Linked DNA regions of Zea mays: region 1 is linked to region 2. Evidence: chromatin contacts called from public Hi-C data. All regions are on one chromosome and are shown on one strand. The core of a region is the stretch at or near the end of the contact, and the rest is flanking DNA. Distances in the headings are between cores, read along the strand shown.

Region 1 (2,700 bases), core at 140-2,639, 66 kb before region 2:
GTATGACTTGCGTGAATTTTTTAAGTTAATTGAGAGCACATGTTACAATTTTTACCGATCGTATTTTAGATTCTGATCGTAACCGATGTAATTTTTGTACTGCAGTTTTCCTTTCCGATGTTTCTGAATTACCGATGTTCTTTTCGTTTCTGGAGTTATCGTTTTAGATCTAGTGTCGAGGAAAAATATGAAAACGAAAAATAGTTTTAGTGTTTATCTATTGTTTCCGATCGTTTTCACCCATGACTAGCTAAGGGGATGTTTGTTTGAGATTATAATCTACCCAGATTATATAATCCAAAAAATTTTGTAATATGGAAATATTATAATCTCAAACAAACATCCATTAGTTCTACTACCAAGTTTTAGCTAACTAATTATTACCTCTAGTATTCTAGTGCATTCAAACACCCTTAAATTTGCATGCAGAGTTATTGGCGCATCTGATCGCAAATCGAGTCAAGGACAACCAACCAGCGAATCAACTAGACAAATGGACGGGTGACGTCTCGTCTCGTTGCGTTGGTGATTTAGTTTTGATTCATTTTTCCCTCACCTCAGCTTTGGCCTCCCTGTGATCGACATCGTTGGAGGATACGCCGTCGTCGATGACGATGGACTCCTCGCTACTGCTCTTCCTCCTGTCGACGTGGTGCAGACCCATCTGGAAACCGAGCCGCGACGGCGAGCGCGCGCGTCAGGGAAAGAAGTAGGGAACCGCCGATCCGACAAACTAGTTGGGGGATGGACGGGCAAAGCGGGTTGGTTACGTACGTTGATTGTGACTTCATCTTCCTTGATGCCAAGGTCGTCCGACGGCACCAGGGCGGCGGCAGCCTTCCTCTCCCTCTTCTCCTCCTTCTTGAAGAAGTCCATCTCGCCCGCCGCCGCGCGACAGGGCCGGTGGTCCACCGCCTCCGCGTCGCCGTACTCGTACTCGTACCCGAGCGCGACGGCCGGGAGGAACGCAGCCGCGGGCGGCTCCCTCTCGCCGCCGTCCAGCTTGCGCTTTCCCAGGTAGGAGGAGTCCATGATGACGTGACGGCGACGGCGGGCGCGCGGAGGGAGATCGGAGGAGAGGTCCGGCCGTCCGGGGAGGGCAGGGCGGGGGGAAACAAGTGCGTGGCGAGGCGAGGCCTGGCCCTGGGCTCGACGATCTGAGTCCACCTTTATAGGCCGCACTAGTGTTGGTGAGCATTGACCAGGGGGCAGGGCGGACGCCGGAGCCGGACCGGAGGGGAGAGACGATAGGACGAGGAGGGCGATGAGATGCATGCAGTCGCGCGTCAAGTCAGCGGCTGGGAGCTGATGCTGAGCTGATGCGCGCGGTCACCTCGGCCCCAGTCGCGCGAGGTCAGTCCATGCCCATGGGTCATGGGATGGGACTGGGACTCTGGTAGGGAGGGGCAAAAGGAGGTGTGGTAGACTGGGAAGCTGCTGGGGCGCCGCGCGAACCGGCGGGCGAAATGAAATGGTCAGCGCCCGGCGCCCTCTCTCGATCGCAGACTGGTATGTGGCATGGCGATGTTGCGGGCGGTTGTTGGTCATGTCTGTTAGAGCCGTTCGGCTGGCTTCTAGCTGTCTCCAGCATCCTTACTCTTCTTATCTCATATTTTAAACTTTTATTAGTTTAATACTCGCGATCTTAGCCAAAAGCTCTAGATAGTGACGAAGCTAAAGCAAATTTGATATGGCGCCACTATCTTGTGGGTGCATAGACATATGTATACTAGGTATGTACCTGTACGTTATCATGGAAGTTAAAAATTAGTATAAAATATATATACAGAACGATAAACATCACTATGATATACAAAATTTGTGACACTAATTTTATATCACCCAGTGAAGAGACAATAGTTGTCGTACACTATTGCTGGTGATGATAATGATCGTGCATCCTATTATGATCACGTCTATATTCAGGCATATCAAATTCTTGGTTTGCTATAGTAATTAGGCCACAAGCAATATGAAATGCAGGAAAACCATCGTTGGAAGTGCATATATACATAAACACTAAAGCAACAGTATATCTCTTCGTTTACATAGGAACATTACATCAATTTAGCCATCCATATGTTACATCAAAAGCAAGATATATAACACATTAATTTAGGTTCTTGATACTATCAGTGAAGACACAAAGTATACTAGCACGAACATGATGGTCTAGTTTCATAAGACAAGCATAATCATATAGGCTAAGCTAGAAGAAGCTCAACATATATCCCTTGCAATGTCACTATGAATACAAAAGCACGAAGATCCATCATACAGGACAAAGCTTAGGAGCAAACAAATAAGCATCCACTGCATGAACACACAAAACCAGAGCATCCTTTGTTTCCTAACTAAAAATCATCTTCGCTAGACCTGTGAAGGAAAAAGGTCATATTATGTAAGATACAGAAAAAATGCCCAACATTTTTTTACAAATGGCAATAGCTTTGACAGCTGTTGTGTGCTCGTATACTTTAGTACTGGTTGTACTGAATGTGGATTCCAATCAAAAATCTAGAAAAGGGGCAACCATTAGTATCGGAAAACAACAATGTAGAGTCCTAATAATAGTGCATTTCAAACTAAAAGAAACATATCAACATGCATCTTACTCCTTTCTCATTGCCTCCGGATGCAAGCTGGTGATTGTCATAAGACCACTTGAGTCCACAAACCTGGAAGATGTGTGAGATTACG
Region 2 (2,720 bases), core at 216-2,715:
AATTTCAGATTCGCCCTATTCACCCCCTCTAGGCGACTTTCATTTATAATATTGAATATAAATTGTACATATGTATATATGATTTTTTTGTAAAATAAAAAAATAATGTCAGGCCGGGCCAACACTACGTGCCGAGGCTACGGCCCAAGCACCACACGACGCTCGTGCTAGGTTGGCCCAGTCACTATTAAATGGGTCGTGCCTCGAGTCGGCTCGCCAGACACGACCCTTTTGGCCATCTATACCTCTGCACGATAATGATGGTCATTGCCTCAGTTGTCACCACCTCGTTCGTCATTCTACTTCTTTTTTCTCTCTCTCCTCATGCCTCCACCTCCGCACCACCCCATTCTCGACAGAGGGCGTAGGAGGAGGCGCCTTCTCCCCGTATTTGTCCGACACCAGCCCCGACACCGACTCGTGCAGTGGCTATTGCACGTCCTCAAGGACGTTTCACATCATGTGTGCACCATCGTTTTCGTCGTCGTCGGACGTCCCATTCATCTTCCTGGCCTTCGCCCTATTCTTCCTCCCCAACCTGCTGCCCCCGCCCACGGTCGCAACCGCGAGCCGACCGACGCTCGTCGACGTGTCGATCATGCTCCTGGCCTTTCTCCATATGTGTCGTCGAGGAGGACATGGTGGCTTTTGCCACGCTTAGGTTATCTTAGCGATGAGGAGTCCAGGTCTGAGATATTGGACAACTAAGGCCCTAGCGTAGCAGCAATTGGCATATGCTACGGAGTTTCGTGGTAGTGTTGTGTCGCTTCGGCGGGTCCAGAACTGGGAAGACACTCTCATTCTCTCGCCTTTTTCGGACTGACGTCTGGTGCGGGTGCCTCTTAGTTTGGAGCTGCTCCGGCTAGGCTTCTTTCTCCGATTGCGTGCTCTCTCACTATATATCTAGCGGTATATTACCTATGTTGCCTCTAGATACCCATGTCTTCATCGTGTCTTTCTCCGACAACGTACAGGTATGCCCGCCTCTTCCCTTCCCCTTCTGCTCTATGAAATCTTGGAAGTGGGGGAGGCGAGGGATGTGAGTCTCTGATTTGCTGCCTATGATACCCATGCGTTCATAAAAAATATTATGCGAAAAGTGAAAACAACCAATAAAAAATATTGAAATCTTTTTTGTGGATAGTTTAAGTGAGTATTGTTATGAGCCGTCGCAACGCACGGGTAACCGACTAGTTTTTTCATAACCAGTGGCAGACTGACAGCGACAAGTAAATATATTTAAACTTCATATCTACGTTACTTTTTGAAAGTTTTAGATGAGCAAGAAGAATTCAGCCTTGCTCTATAGTCATGCCGCCAATATAAAGCTAAAGCTAACTGTCAAAAACAGGGCAGAAAAATATGACAAACATACCACGGAAACTATACCCTACAGACCAGAAAACTACTCACGTGAATACATAAATAGAAAACTACTGGCCCTGTTCGGTTGCCTTAAATAGAAAACTACTGGCTCTGTTCGGTTGCCTTGGAAGGCTTCCAGGCTGGAAACGGTGGACCACTCAGATGATAAGGAACCCAGATTTTACTAGGCTATGGAGGAAGGGAAAACTTTAAACCGGACCATTTTCATTTTTATTTCGAGTTGAAACGAACAGCTCAAAGCGAATTCCAAACTGAATATTTTTTCCAGCCAAAAAGGAGTGGATTCCAAACTGAATATTTTTTCCAGCCGAAAAGACTCCTGGAACGGCCGGATCAGGCCGAAACGGAGACCTGACGTGAATCTAGATGGCGAAGAGCCGACACCTTCCCGTCGATATGGACTAGAGGAAGATCAGCCAGATCTCACGCATAACACAAGGAAAAATACTTTGAGTACACGTTGCCAGGATGCACGGTGACAATTGGGTACAAGATTGGCTTGGCAAACACATCGAGAAATTTCCTTGTGCCAGGTTAAAACAGACGGGCATTGTCTCAGGTCTCGGAAAGCATCACTAAACATGTAGCATATATACACACACCGCCGGCCGCATAAATACACAAGTTAAAAACAAGCGAAGCTTTTCTCTCGGCGCATGCGTTTTGCCTCCTCTGGAGGAGGCGCCAAACCATACGTTCCTTAGGCCGACTCCGCGAAGCCAACCCTCAGCTTGCCGTAATCGAAGACGGTGTGGTAGACTCCCATGAAAACATCGCCCAGGATCCTGGAATTGCAAGTAGACAAACGTTACGCGCAAAGATTAAGAACCGTACTAGTCAGGACCAGAGGCTTCGCGGTGCATAGTTTTACCAGAGGGGGCCACGAGGTGGTGGGATGTCCATAGCTGTGAATCCACTGATGCACTGGGCAGCTTGTCCTTCACCGACCTTCAGAATGTACTGCGTAACCGAAGAGAAAAGAGTCAGGTTCAGCTACTGCATGCAACAGGATGGCAAATGGGGGTTGGTTGAGGGCCGAGAGTGTGATGATGGAGAAGGGGTCACGACCTGCTCCGGTTTCAGCTTGAACTTCTTGCCTCCAATGGTGAACGCAATGTCGGGCATGGACCCAAGACTGGCACAGTCCACGGCTGATTCTCCCATGGGAGAAGGAAGACGCTCACAAAGCTGTCGTAAAGGAACGGTTAAGCACAGTAGAGTACTAAGTGGTACAGAAACATGGCCCGTGCTCAAAAGTCGGTTAAGCTCACCTGATTAATGTAGGTCAGGATGAGCTCCTGTGTCTTGTTCTGGGCCAGTTGGTTCTGCATCCA

Evidence for each region. Hi-C and Micro-C count contacts between places; a contact is called where the count stands out from the background.
Region 1: a Hi-C map of ear shows a contact between it and region 2, with 3 times the contacts expected there. The contact joins the promoter of LOC103635341 here to the enhancer-like site in region 2. A contact is called at or near these places in 3 of 25 Hi-C or Micro-C datasets (ear, leaf and tassel).

What each region holds. Positions count from the first base shown.
Region 1 is chr8:72,348,135-72,350,834 of Zm-B73-REFERENCE-NAM-5.0, reverse strand. It overlaps LOC103635341 (WRKY transcription factor 42), which reads right to left and starts at 1,389. Exons shown (of 6, transcript XM_023300848.1): 1 at 775-1,389; 2 at 557-664. The coding sequence starts at 1,275.
Region 2 is chr8:72,282,511-72,285,230 of Zm-B73-REFERENCE-NAM-5.0, reverse strand. It overlaps LOC100284362 (aspartic proteinase oryzasin-1), which reads right to left. Exons shown (of 13, transcript NM_001157257.1): 10 at 2,658-2,720; 11 at 2,455-2,574; 12 at 2,258-2,346; 13 at 1,824-2,171. The coding sequence ends at 2,087. Among protein-coding and RNA genes, the nearest start is that of LOC109941436, 4.2 kb to the right of the region's middle. Within about 2 kb of position 1,465, at least 8 of the 20 cell types and tissues checked have an H3K27ac peak or open chromatin away from gene starts, as enhancers often do. A contact at or near this core is called in ear and leaf, where this site is marked.